Regions from separate parts of the Sus scrofa genome. Here all the other regions are linked to region 1. Evidence: chromatin contacts called from public Hi-C data. All regions are on one chromosome and are shown on one strand. Each heading gives the region's core, a stretch centred on a gene start, on an enhancer-like site or on the middle of the called end of the contact. The rest is flanking DNA. Distances are from core to core; before and after follow the strand shown.

Evidence for each region. Hi-C and Micro-C count contacts between places; a contact is called where the count stands out from the background.
Region 2: a contact with region 1 is called in a Hi-C map of subcutaneous adipose tissue, with 2.1 times the contacts expected there. The contact joins two enhancer-like sites. A contact is called at or near these places in 5 of 47 Hi-C or Micro-C datasets (embryonic fibroblasts, fibroblasts, heart right ventricle and 2 more) and 1 of 2 datasets of contacts at active chromatin or transcription factors (skeletal muscle).
Region 3: a contact with region 1 is called in a Hi-C map of retroperitoneal adipose tissue, with 1.6 times the contacts expected there. The contact joins two enhancer-like sites. A contact is called at or near these places in 3 of 47 Hi-C or Micro-C datasets (embryonic fibroblasts, retroperitoneal adipose tissue and skeletal muscle) and 1 of 2 datasets of contacts at active chromatin or transcription factors (skeletal muscle).

Annotation. Positions count from the first base shown.
Region 1 is chr4:13,181,130-13,185,904 of Sscrofa11.1, reverse strand. No RefSeq gene overlaps it. Among named protein-coding and RNA genes, the nearest start is that of FAM84B, 260 kb to the left of the region's middle. Within about 2 kb of position 2,439, at least 22 of the 83 cell types and tissues checked have an H3K27ac peak or open chromatin away from gene starts, as enhancers often do. A contact at or near this core is called in retroperitoneal adipose tissue, skeletal muscle and subcutaneous adipose tissue, where this site is marked.
Region 2 is chr4:12,882,789-12,887,563 of Sscrofa11.1, reverse strand. No RefSeq gene overlaps it. Among named protein-coding and RNA genes, the nearest start is that of MYC, 420 kb to the right of the region's middle. Within about 2 kb of position 1,838, at least 26 of the 83 cell types and tissues checked have an H3K27ac peak or open chromatin away from gene starts, as enhancers often do. A contact at or near this core is called in skeletal muscle and subcutaneous adipose tissue, where this site is marked.
Region 3 is chr4:12,904,922-12,909,696 of Sscrofa11.1, reverse strand. No RefSeq gene overlaps it. Among named protein-coding and RNA genes, the nearest start is that of MYC, 450 kb to the right of the region's middle. Within about 2 kb of position 2,501, at least 1 of the 83 cell types and tissues checked has an H3K27ac peak or open chromatin away from gene starts, as enhancers often do. A contact at or near this core is called in retroperitoneal adipose tissue, where this site is marked.

The sequences.
Region 1 (4,775 bases), core at 1,190-3,689:
AACCCCAACCCCAAAGCCATCCCAGCACAATGCACGTGTGTCCACTACGTCTTTCTGTCCAGTAGGGAGCTTCCTTTGTTTTCCCATGTGTCAGTTTCTCCTGGACCCCGAGCTCTTCACCCAAAAGGCCTCAATCTGATTTAGTTTTGAGTCCCCAGTCCCAAGCCCTGGGATATAAACAGCAATCAGTGTGTGATTTTTAAAATAAACCGGGATTAAGGAACACAGGAAACATCAGGGGCTCTGCCCATCTCACAACCACCCCATTCACTGAGAACAACCTCCAGTTACTATTAGGGATGGGCCCCTGGCAGCCATGAGACCCCTCCCCTGACAACAGTGATTCAATCTGATTCAGTTCAATTCAGTTCAAAAAGACTGATTTAGTCTGGTTCAATCAACTCCCTCCAGCTGGTTCAGAGACAGGCCCAGGCTTTCCCTGGCATCCAACAAACCCATGAAGCCTACACTAGACACAGAAGTGAAGGTAGTTGCTATCAACCAAAGTAATGCCTCTTTACTATAAAAATTCAGACAGTGTATATGTATGTGATGTAGGAGTTATTTTGGAACGGCTAAAAGTATTTTGTCAAAGAAAATTAGTAAGGGGTGGGGGCTTGCCCTACCAAATAAAAGTAGCATTGTAGTGGAACAGTATAAATAAGGTGATAGAAAAGGTAAGATTTAGCTATATATGGGCACATATTCTATGATAAATGTGCCTTAGTTAAAAAGGAAAAAAAATTGTCTTTAATTATGCAGAGGCAATTTTCCATTTGGATAAAAACAAAGGTTACTTAAATAGAGTACAAAAATAAATTCACAGAGACTAAATATAAACATAAAAATAAAATTACAAAATCAGTGTTAATATTTAAATAAGATTCTATCATACTTCGAGGTGGAGGATGCCTTCCTGATCAAGATAAGAAACTCAGAAGCTATTAAGGGGAAACAAAATTAGCAGCTTGTTCTGTTAAAAACAATAATTTAAAATATTCTAACTCTTAAGAAACTCCATGAAGAAGTAAAGAACATAACTGATTATGAGAAAGTTTTACAACTCATATAACACAGAAAAGGAAAATATCTCCAGTATGCAAAGAGCGTCGACAAGTTAAGAATTAGAACTGACAAATAATCTAATAGCAAAATGGATAAGGACGTGGTCTTAAGGCCTGTTTGGAGGTAAAGTACTGATTTTTATTCAGAGCTATAAGTAAGCAAAAGCATAATTTGCGCCCCTAGATGTAACGCTTGTGAAGTTTTGCAAGAATCAGCTTTTTTAAAATATAAACTGCACGATTTTGACTTTGAATTTGCCTGATCTATTTTAATGACCAAGTAATCAAGGATTTGTTGGCTGACCCTTCAAATTAATTTGACAACTGGTGTCAGTAATGCCCCCTCCCACACAGGGCTTTTGTGAGAATTAACTGTGATCATTCTTAGGAACCCAGGAGAAGGGGCTGGAAACCGTGGAACTTAATTATTTCCCTTCCCCTTTTCCTCTCCTTCTACCAGGCTACTTAAAAGCACAAGGCGTCTCAGATGCATTTTTGTATCCCAGTGTTTGTCACAGTGTAAGAAAGTAGGAGGGAAGAAGGGAAGAGGGAAGTGAGAAGAGGAAGGAAGGAGGAGAGGAAAAAGGGAGAGAGAGAGGGAGGAAGGGCTGGAGGAAGGAAGACACAACAGTCCATAGCAAATTTGGCGGTCCCCTGTCCTCGGTGCAGTTCCTCCTATGGCCACATGATGGCGGCATGAGCCTGGCAGCGCCCCTGCGCTCTCAAGTCTGCCACTTTTCAATGGAGCCTGGGCGTGTTTGTGTTTGTGCCTGCGAGTCAAAGTTACGCCCAGCCTCAGCAGTCTCAGCTGAGCTGTAATGCAGGTCGACACAAACATCTTCAAGGGGTTCACGGTCTTTCTTTCTAGAAAAATCCCAATAGGAATTTGATAGTAAAAAGGACCTTGTGGTCGTTTTAAAACGAGGAGGTTTTCCTCAATACACAGCATCTGCTCCGCTGGGTTTGCAATCTGTGTGCAGGTACTGCAGTTAATGAGACACCGGCTCGCTGCTCCCAGGGCCCGGCTGGAGCAGTCAGCTGGTAGAATGATGGGAACTGCAGTCAGCAGCTCTGCACCAACACGCCCGGGGATGGAAAATGTGATTTGTGACACAGCAGCTTGGGAATAATAATGAAAACATAATTGCTCCAGGCGGATTGCTCTGTCTTTCAATTGCAAAGCTGCTCCACTTCATATGAGAGAAACTGTAGTTCTTAGCTTTTGTTTCTCTAGGATAACCAGAGGCACACCCAGCAACCGTTCTTCTGCCCCCGGTTACTTAGATGTTTATTTGAACCCCAGTGAAAGGCTGTCCCCTAAACAGAAGGAATCTGCCTCAGCTCCAGGCTCTTTGTGGCAGCTGTCTATTCAAGCAGAACCACCCAAGTCATGGATGTGGCTTTCAAACATGTCCATCCCTTCCTCTGCTACCAGCACATGCTGTTGTACTGTTCCTTTCTTTCTTCCTTTCTTTCTCTTTCTTTCTTTCTTTTTCTTTCTTCCTTCCTTCCTTCCTCCTTTCCTTTCCTTTCCTTTCCTTTCCTTTCCTTTCCTTCCTTTTTTGCCTTTTGAAGAAAAAAAAAAGTCCTTGCATATGTACTTCCTTTTATAGTTTACACACATTTCTCGTTCTTCATCACAACCCAGGAAGGAGGCAGAGGTTATCAGCGTGATCTTGCAGACAAGGACACCAAGAATCAGAAAGATGCAGTGATGTGTCTGGAATCTCCATTCCCCAGCTCAGGGGTGAAGAAAGGAGGAGTCCAAGGTGTGTAGCCTGGGTTTGAGTCCCCTTCAGCCACTCTAAGTTACCTGACATCTCTGAGGTTCAAGGTCCTAGTCTGTGAAAGGAAGAAAAAGATGCCAGCTGCTTGGGAATGGGGGAGGACCAGATGAGATGGTGCCCCGAACACCTGCTGTGGTGGTGTTGGGGGGGGTGAGTGGAAGGCTGAGTGTGAGGCACCTTTTTACACTCTTTCCCACCCTCCCGGCCCCGTATTCTGTGCACTGTTCCATGCAGTTCCAACAGCCTGTGTGCCAGGGGAGGTGGAGCAGCTAATCCTCCTTCCCCAGGCTTCTCTGGCTCACTGTACAACTTTGCTTGGCTTCTAAGGATGAACTGTTCGAGAGGTTAAGGTTGGAGGGGCCACTCCTGACCCAAAGGGAGCTGGCACTGTTGGATAAACGTTTCCCCTTCTCATTCTCCCAGGTGAATGGTTCTGAGACATATTTCACTCCCAGTCAGTCACTCCCAGTCATGCCCGAACTGATGCTCACGTTTCTTCCTTCCTATTTTACTCACTGGTGCTTCACTCATGGTCTTGGGATTGCTTCCAAAATAAACTACCTTGGTACAGGCTCTACCTCAGGCTCTTCATTTGGGAACTAAGGCTGGCACAAAGTGGGAGAGAAGCCAGGTCCCTGACACTGGGGTCAGGAGTCCATTTACCTAGGCGCGCACACACACACACACACACACACACACACACACACACACCCTGCTCCATATCTAGAGCGAACAGATGGAACAAGGGGTAAATTTGATGAGCTCTAAAGGATTTCCGGAGCATCTCATAAGTTGGTGGTCCCCACAGGGCAGGAGTATGCTTGCTGGGTCCCTAAAGGACCTGAGTTCCTGTGCATTAACGGACATTAGTATCCAACCCCAGATGCCCCGGCTGTAGCAACCACCTCAGTCCTGGAATCAGCATCAGGTGGAGCCCCAAGCTGTCTCCATGATGTGATTTAAGGGCTCCATTAGGCTCTGTGATGCAGATATATTTTATGAGTGGGGTGATGCGTTAACCTCAGGCTATTTGCCACCGTGGGTGAGTTGGAACTTGCAGGGGACAGGATAGCCCCAGTGAGTGCATGCCGTGGGCTGAGTGCCGTGGGCTAATCCCCCCACACACACCCTGAAAGCTTCCATTTATTGATGATCGGCTCTAAGTCATGCTAACTCTTCCATGCACATCAGCCTTTTCTTAACCCAGGCTTCACAGTAGATTCATCTGAAGCAATTTTTGAAATGCCAGAGCTGGTCCCTACTCCCATTCTGTTTTCATGGGTCTGAGGGTGGGGCTTGGGCATCCAGAAAGTTCCTCAGGTGGTTTTCTTGTGCATTCAGGTTTGAGAACCGCTGATACAGGTCGTCTTTTTTCACTCTCCCCCCAGCCCTCCTCCTTGCCTTGCAGAAGGGGAGGCAGTGATCCTCTCGGGGCACTAAAGACACACAGCCAGTTAGCAGTGGAACAAAGGGTCAGATACAGCTCTGTCCGACTCTGAAATGTCAGCTCCCACACGGAGAATACCTGTCAGCTTTCTCTTCTAAAAACCCCAGCGCAGAAGAGGCTAAACACATTCCTCCAGGAGTGGATATCAGAGGGACCAGAGCAGACTGGGCATTTTTTTTTGCAGTCCTATGCTTCATCTAAAATCTCCTCATTTGTTTTTATGAGAGATGAGATTTTTATATATTTTTCTATAAAATTGATATTTTGGGATACAGGCTGAGGTTGTTCACACGCCATGGTTGCAGGGGGATCACAACACCCGTGTTTGAGTGACCGAGTCCTGGTCTGTGTCTCACGCCGCCTGAACAGACAAGAGAGAATCGGGGGTCACTGTGAGGGGTGGGGTGTGGGTGGAGGGGAAGGAGGAATGTGGGGAGGAAGAGGGTCCTTCAAGGCCCGTTCCGTTCATACGTCCCA
Region 2 (4,775 bases), core at 589-3,088, 300 kb after region 1:
TGTTACATTCAGGAGCGCAGCTCTGTGGAACCTGTTAGTGGAAAATAGATTTGAACTTCTCTCCAGTGGTGGTGGAGCCAGACACAAGATCAGCTTTCCTGCTCTGAGTGGCTTAAGGAGGCTCTGAGAAGCCAGAAGATTGTCAAGGCCACAGACGCTGAGAAAACCAACTGCACACTCCTTGAGGCACGAAAGGACTTTAGCCATAAGCGTGTACAAGAGGTGGGAAAGTGGCCTCTTCTAGAAAAGTCTCAGCTTCAGCTACTTCATTTCACACTACGCAGTGCCAGGCAAAGCTCCGTGTAGGTTCTCCATTAATCACTGTCATGTAAATCACAGGAAAAAAGCTATGAGGAGCATCCACTAGCTGTATCTATTGATACAAACTCCTTATACAGCCTTCCACTGATCAGTCCCGGCATACTTTTCCAAAGCTTGTCTCCCCTTTACTCATCAGCAGTGTAGCTGCCAGAATGTTCACAGTTCCCCAGAAGCTGTATTCCGTCATGCTTCTCTCATTTACATTCTCCATCCTTCCCTAGACACCACTGTCTTCCTAAATATCACACCTGACTATGTCGCATGCATGCACACACCCCACATTAATCGGAATCTCCACCTGTGGGTGTAGAATGGAATCCAAGCCCATTAACCTGGCATAAAAGACCCTTCTCAATCCAGTTTCAACCTGCTCCCCCAGAATCATCTCCACTCTCCTCTTCATCTTCTCCCTTCCCTGATGTCACCACAAAATCATCTTATATTTGTCACCATTCCCAGGGGATACCAAACTGAACGCTGTACCTTTGTGAACTAAGGCTTCTCCACCTGATGTTGTCATCTCCTCTGTCTCTGCCGAGAAGATTCCTTCCCACCTTCCATCAGGTAGTCCTCATAGCTCTTCTGAGAAGCCCTTTCCAACGCCCCAAGATGGAGTCTTCCAAGAAAAAGCAGCTTTCTTAATTCACACATCTCACTACTACACTGAAATAGCTTAACTGCCCATCTCCTTATGAATCTGTGTATTTCTAGAAGACAGGGATCATTTTCTATTTCTGATTCTCCAGCACCTAACCCAATGCATCTCATATTGAGTTGCTTAGTACATATTTGTAGAATAAATAGTAAGTGCACTGGGTGACCTGGCATTTGGTGATGATATTGGCGGTCCTGCAAAGGCTGCTTGTGATCAAACAGGCTCCCCTGCATTTCTGAAAGCCCTACCATCAGCTTTGAGACCACCCCCCTCTCCTCTGAATATCTTGGTCTTCCAAAGACAGCAAGGCCTGAGGGAGCAGAAAGCAGGAGGTGTGAGCTTCAGGATTCACCAGGATCTCACGCTTGCTTAGAACAGTAGAGGACGCCAATGGGAGGCTAATAGGTATTGAAATCATCACCTACTTTTGTGAACACGGTAGATCTGAATAAAATGCTCTGTGAATTGTAACTCATTAAAGCTTGAGTCCTAACTCCATAAAGCACACTTATAGAATGCCAAGGCCAGAAAGACCTCCATAGCAACCACTCTATTGCAGAGGCAAGAACACTGAGACCCAGAGATCGAAAGAAACAGGAACAAGAATAGAAACAATAAATTCACAGCCACAGACTGGTAGAAAACAGTTCCTAGTAGAAGGAAGGGGTGTCTATTTAAAGTGCCAGCTTCTCTCTGCTTATCTGAGAAGCACTCAGGCCACTCAGCTCTGCACTCGATCCCAGATCCCCTTGCAGGGCACAGCAGATCTGGGAAGCTGCCATGGACCTTGGCAGCTCTCACGGTGCTTGCAGAACATTGACATTTGTCTTGGGGGTGACTAAGAGAGAAGATTTGCCTTGGTTAGAAATTAGTCAGATGGCATTTCCTTCGGCTTTGCTTTCATTTCACAGTGAAAGGTTGAAGTGCATGAAGCTTTTGGTTTTCCTGTCAGATTATTTCATTAATGATCTCTAGTTATTGCATAGTTTCTAGATGCCTAGGGCATGAGAACTTGATAATGAAGGATGCCCCCAAACTCCAGGAGAGGTTGGCAGATGCTAACGAGGGGGCCTCAGGAGAACTCATGCCAAGCCCTATACCTTGATTTTCTCACTTGTAAAATGAAGGGTTTTGACCAGGTAGCTCTGAGTCTCCTTCTTGCTCTGAGAGTCCTTGTGCCTCCAAGGCCACTGATGAACTGTCATTCACTTAGCACATTTTGCTCTTGCTTCTTGTGTGCTGGGCTCTATGGTTGGCCCTAAGAAGGGAATGACGCCAAAATGAACTTGATTCCTGCCATCATGGAGCTCCAGGTCTGGTAGAGAAGAGCCCAACAATAAACCACTGGAAAACACACATAACAATTGTCACCCATCCTCAAAGCAGTAAGAAGGATCTGAGTATTTGGTTCCATAGTATAAGGAAGTACATGGCGGGGGAGGGTGCTCATTTTATTTTATTTTATTTTTTGTCTTTTTGCTATTTCTTTTTTTTTTTTTTTTGTCTTTTTGCTATTTCTTGGGCCGCTCCCGCGGCATATGGAGGTTCCCAGGCTAGGGGTCGAATCAGAGCTGTAGCCACTGGCCTACACCAGAGCCACAGCAACGCGGGATCCAAGCCGCGTCTGCAACCTACACCACAGCTCACGGCAACGCCGGATCGTTAACCCACTGAGCAAGGGCAGGGACCGAACCCGCAACCTCGTGGTTCCTAGTCGGATTCGTTAACCACTGCGCCACGACGGGAACTCCCGGGTGCTCATTTTAGATGGAAGGTCTTCTCTGGGAGGGGGCTTCTAAGCTGAGACTTAAAGGCTTTACAAAGCTAGCAACTAGAAACATTAAGGCTTGAGCTTTCCAGGCAGAGAGAACAGAATGAGTAAGAGGCTGAAGGGGAAAAAAGGGTAATTTGGTCTGTTGGAGAAACTGAAAGAAGATGAGTGTGATCATAGGGCAGTGAGCCAGGCAACAGAAGGGGACTGTTCCAAATGGGTGAGAAGGGGCGGGAAGCATGAAAAGGTCAAAATGTAGGTTTCAGTATCACTGCAAGGGAGTTCATTAAGTGAGAAGGTAACACTTTGGTTTACATTTTAACTCTGATGACTCTTTGGGGAATAACCTGAAGTGGGGCCAGCACAGGAGGTGAGAGCTAATTCTGGGGGTTGTTGAAGTACACCTGGTAAGAAATGACTGTGGTCAAGCTGACGTGGTACATGAGTTCGAGTGCTGTTTTGGAGAAGGCACTGGCAGGACCTCTAGATGGACTGGCATTTGGTAATCCTTTGGGCGGGGGTGGGGGGTCATGGAGTTAGGAGCTAAGTACAAGGAATGTACAGAAGTGAAGAGGGTGTGGTGCCATGTCAGACCCTTAGGAGCTCATCCTTCACATAATTGCCGCAGAATGCAGGTGAGCAAGAGTGACAATAGTTTCAACAGCGGTCTCCGGTACGACAGAGTTGCAATGGCTACGTCCTTTTGCTTTCACAACACAGAGACCAGCGGCATCCATAAGAGCGGAGCAAGAAAAGGTCTCCCAAAGGAGGACTGTGAGCTGGGCCATGAACGAAGGTTCTGGTTTAACAGACAGAGAAGGGAGGAAAAAAAAACACTAGAAAGAGTGAGAGCAGAGCCAGCGTGGTATGAAAACACATGCTGTGATTTAGGAAAAGCGTGTTAGAAAGATGAAGTTGGAAATGCTGGCCTGGGGTTGGACTTTGGAAGGTTGGAAACCCAACTAGGAGGGGTCTGCATTCATCAAGAATTTTAGAATGATGTTATTAGTTCCAAGACTGGAAGGATAATTCTGGGGATGAGAACGACGATGGTGTAGGATTAGCCACATTAGCTGATGATGGTGTAGTGGTTTGACATTGGAATAGGTTTCCAAGGTACTCGAAGATTCTGTTATTGAGGTGGGAGCAGGGAGCCAGCACATCGCACTTTGTGCCAGACCTGTGCCCTGAACCAACTCAACAGTGAAACCAAATGGTAATATTAATATCAAACCTCAATAGAGGATTGCCCTTGTGCCGGGCACTGTTCTAAATGCCTCATGTATTTTAACTCACTAAATGCCTTCAACTCTAATTGAGCAGGTAACAAAAGTAGGGATGTGAATCTCAGCCATTTGAGGCCCTTATCTCTGTGCTCCCCCACAATGTCTTGCTGCCTCTGGATGAATGTAACCTGAGAATATCACCTTCGTTATGCAAAACACCACTTTAGAAAATGGTCTTATACCTATAGGCAAGTAGACGTCCTCACCTAAACCCCAGAAACTTCTGCTTCTGGGAGTATAGGTACCTCTCTGACACACTGGGGATAGGTGTACCTTCCAGGCATAGGGAATACTTGAATATCCCAGGTTTCAGCAATAACTGCTTCATAAAATTCCCTGCATGGCCCAGAACAGTGACAAATGTGCAGGCTCTGAGAGTAGCCCAATTCTGGCCAGTGGTTACATGTGCCTTGGTTTGCCTCCCAAACTCCCAAATTGTATAAGCACTCTTTCTCTGGGGAGTGGAAGGTCCCTGCTGAGACAGATAGGATAGATATGCTAGCATGAGGGAAGGGAACATCCCCTAGGGAAGGGAACACCAATGGCAAAAAAACGCATCATCCGATAGCTAGCAAGGCTGGTACTACTCTACTGAAAAGTGATAGACAGTTTGCTGTAATAGAATAAAATTTTAGCACTAAAATTATGATATGATGTACTATATTCAGTAAATGGTCAAATACCCATTACCTACCATGTGTCTAGCATTAGAATTGGAGCCACCATTAAAAATATTTGAGGT
Region 3 (4,775 bases), core at 1,252-3,751, 280 kb after region 1:
AATGTTTAAAACAACATTTACAATAGTATCAAAAATATCAAATCATTGATTAAATCTAGTCAAAGTTTCCAAGATCACCACACTGAAAATTGGAAGCTATTGCTCAGAGAAATTAAAGACTTAGATAGGTGGAGAGACTGATTACATTTATAGTATGAGTGTCTCAAAATATATAAATCCTCTCCAGACTTATTTACTGATTCAGTGCAATCTCAATTAATGTCTCTGAAACTTTGTTTTTGTTGTTGTTGGAATAGACAAGTTGATTCTGAAGTTTTTATAGAAATACAGAGGACCTAGAATAACCAAAGAAATTTTGCATAAGAAGTAAGTTGGAAGACTTAAACTCTCATATTTTGAGACCTACTATAAAGCTACAATTATTAAAACAGTACACATTGCTGTAATAGGAATTCCCTTGTGGTGCAGTGGGTTAAGGATCCAGGAGCTGTATTTGCTGCAGCTCACATTGCTGCTGTGACCAGGTTCCATCCCTGGCCCAGGAACTTCTGATGCTGTGGCCATGACCAAAATAATAATGAAGATGATAATAATAGACAAATGGACTAATGAAGTAGAAGAGAGAATCCAGAAACAGAACCATACATGCACAGTCACCTGATTTATGATAAGTCACAAGGCAATTTAGAAGAGAGAGGATGATGTTCTAAGTAGACTCTTCAATATCTGGAGATAAACAGGTAAATCTTGACTGTGTGCCATTCAATACCCCAAAATTAATTATAGATGGAATATACACCAAATGTGAAGGTAAATTTCTAGAGGGAAAAAAAGGAATGTACTTCCATACTTTGAATTAGCAGATATTTTTTAAACAGGATACAAGAAAGTGAAAAGGCAAGCCTGGGATAAGATTTTTATAATAATGTACATATTTGTTTATATCTAACAAAAGACTCATACATCGAATACATTTATAGCTCTTATAATTTAATAACAAAAGGACAAGTACCTACTTGAAAATGCCCCAAAAACAGAACTCTTCGACAGTCATTTCATACAGATTACTTAGGAAAATGTAAATTAAAACTACAATAAGCTACCAGTACAACTTCATCATCATCAGGATGGCTAAAATTTTGTAAAAGATAAACAATGCTAAGTATTATTAAGAGGGATAATTAGAACTCCATGCACTGCTTGTGAAGTGTGAATAGGGGCACCCCCTTTTGAAAAGCTGTTGGAACTCTGCACTAGAGCAAAAAATTTACTCCCACTACAATCCAGAAACCCTATCCCAAGGCATACACACAGGAGAAATAAAATATATGAAAAGACATGCACAAAAATATTTACAAGAATCTTGATTCAGAGTAAACAAAACCTGGGAAAAATTCAAATGTTCATCAACATAAAAATGGATAAATAAATTATGGTATGATTATACAACACAACACAACTCAGCAATAAAAACAAGCTGCTGATATATGCAACAACATAGATATTAATCTAGCAACTATTATGTTGGATGAATGACTTCAGAAACAAAAGAAGGCACACTGTATGGTTAATATAAAGTTCAAGGTTACAGAAAGCAAATCTATAGTGATAGAGGTTATGTCAGGAGGTGTAGGGACACAAGGAAGCTTTTAGGGGATGGAAATATTCTCTGCCTTATATTTGAGTGGTGGTTACACAAGTGTATGCAGATGCACACATCTAAGCAACAGTGAGCTGGACACAAGGTCTGAGCCCTTTATCACCTTATTAATATATTTATAGTTCAATTTAATTTTTTAAATATTTTTAAATTTTATTAGAGCATAGCTGATTTGCTATGTTGTATTAGTTTCAGGTGTATAGCAGATTGAATCGGTTATACATATAAATTCATCCATTTTTTTTCCACATAGGTTACTACAAGCTATTGAATATTTTCCCCTGTGCTATGCAGCAGGTTCTTGTTAATCATCTCTTTTATACAGTAATGTCTATTATTCTATTTCCACCCTCCCTCCCCCTAACGGTTTCACCTCTGGTAACCATAAGATTGGTTATGAAATCTGTGTGTTTGTTTCTGTTCTATAAATAAGGTCCTTTATATCATTTTTATTAGGTTCCACATATAAATGATATCATCTATATTTGTCTTTGTCGGACATACGTCACTCAAAAAATTGTTATAGTTTACATTTCCTAAGACTCTTCCCCCACATCTCTCTTTGTCCCTCTCTGTCTCTTCCTCTCTCTCTCTCTCTCTTTTTTCTCAAAAGATAAGTCAAACCCTCAAAGAAGCAAAGGAAATCCACATGGACAAATTTGGGTCGAAGTAGGCTATTTTAACTACTAAAATAAAGACAGCAACTTCAAAGTGGAAAATTAAATTGCTTGTTTTGGCTCTCTGTGAAAGGTCTCACTGGGTAATTGCCCCAAATCCCACTTTACTTCGTGTCGTCTATCTGACTGACTTCTGGTTTGAATGTTAAGAAAAAGATAGATGCAGCAGAAGAGAACAGCTTCCCAATAGTGTGGCCTCACTCACCAAGTTCACTGGGTACTGAAAATTATGGCTTAAACCCCCTTCTCTCAGTTAGCAGTCTGACTCCAAGCTGACCACGTAGCCCTCTGGGTCCCTGAACCCTCACTTAACATGTGAAGGGTCTGGACTGAGGGTTCTTAGATATTGTGTTTTGATCTAATGAAATAGAAATAGCCTCTATCCATTCTTTCATGCAGCTAATATTACCTAGCACCTGCTGTAAACCAGCTATGTTATATCAGGGTTTGGAATTCAGGAGTTCATTTCTACCTTATTCAATAATAGTCATGATTTTACCTTCAGCAAAAGAAAAAAAAACAGTATCATTCATTTGATGCAAAGATGATCTTCACATACTAGCCGTGGGGAGGGATGGAAGTGAGGGGTCAACAGGCATCAATGGCAGTGATATCCTGCTTGTCTTAAAAGAGAAAACAGCCCAAACTCACTGCACAGACACAGTTCTTATGTCTTCAGCTGGGACTCTGAGTATGTGGGGTCTTTCTGTTTCCTTCCTCTCATAGAGTTACAAAGTCAGAGGCATGCCAGTGGATGTGTGATTGTGTTGTGTGCACAGGTGAGTGGGTAAGGATGTTTACCTGTGTAATGAATGTACATTGCTGTATATTTTATTTTGTATACGTGTGGTGTTTAGGTGTGCATGTGTGTGCATGTTTCTTAGTGGTTGCCTGTAAGGATGTAGATATGTGTGCTGTATGTTTGTGTGAGTATGTGTGTAGGATGTACATAAAAGCTGCCTGAGGCTTTATCTCACTCTAAAGGCTGAGTAATAATGTCAAAAGTGTGAGTCAGAAAGGCGAAGGGTTAACTGTTTAATGAATATGAAATTCATTCAGAAAATTGTGCTTTGTAAGTGGTAAAAGGAAGTTTGAACGGTTTCTCGTAAAGTTACAATAGCCAGACCTGCAAAGGAAACCCCTCCTAGTGTGGCATTCCTGAGTGTTTCCTAAAGTTGGAAAGGTGGCCAAATAATGACCAGGCATTTAAAAGAGAAGGGATTGGAGTGGCGATACCTGGAGTCAAGGCCACAAATTCCTCTTTCAAAAATAATTTTAAGAGAAAACTAATGCATCTATACTTAATATCTTTGTGCTTTTATTTTATTTATTTTTTATGTCCTATCTTCTCGTGTCTCCCAACACATACTATGGGAGAAATCAGTAACCAGGAATTTCCTCCCTCTTCTTCCTTTCGCTAAATGATCTCAGTTTCCTCATCATAAGACATAACAGTTCTTAGCTCAAAAGTAGTCGCTCTGAGCATCAGATGAGCATAAGCTTTGAGCTTAGAGGCTGTAAACTTTGGGGAAGTAGGAAATACTCCTGATTTGTTTTAAATTTAATTTTATTGGAATATAGTTGATTTACAACGTTGTATTAGTTTCAGGTGTACAGCCAAGTAAATCAGTCATACATATAAATATATCCATTCTTTTTTTCCCAAATAGATTGTTAAAAACTATTGAGTAGATTTCCCTGTGCTATGCAGTAGGTTCTCATTAATCATCTCTTTTTCACAGTACTGTGTATATGTTATTCCCACCTCCCAATCCTTCCCTCCCCCAACAGTTTCACCTATGGCAACCATAAGATTGGTTTTGAGATCTGTGAGTTGTTTCTATTTTTAAAATAACTTATTTTGTATCATTGTTATTAGATTCTGCATATGTGATATCATATGATAGATGTCTTTGTCTGACTTACTTCACTTAGTATGATAATCTTTAGGTCCATTCATGTTGCTGCAATGGCATTATTTCATTATTTTTGTATTTCATACACACACACACACACACACACACACGGATATTATTTATTTTTAGTGTTTAGCACAACTTAGCCCGTGATAGGTATTCCAAGATATTTGTTGAATGAATAAATTAATATATTAAAGAGTGACAGTTTTTCAATATACCACTAGGTGCTACTAAAAAGTTATTTGGTGAGAGTGATAAAAAGAAGAAGGAGGAGGAATTCCTCTAGATGATATTCTACAAGCATTTCAAGAGAGGTTGGAAAGAAGGAAGGAGATATTCTGGTTGGGAGCTAGAGGCTAGAGTCTGGGACAGGCTGAGGTCAGCTCATGCTTACAGAGCCCGGCTCCTTCTTCACTCTCTCCCCCTCCCCTGCTCTAAGCCCCTCACCCATCCATACTTTCACATCTCTCACCACCACAAATCCCTCATTCAACCAACAGGAGCTGCTCCTCTTATGAGCTTGGCCCTGGCATTGGTGCCATCTGCCAAGCAAGTGGC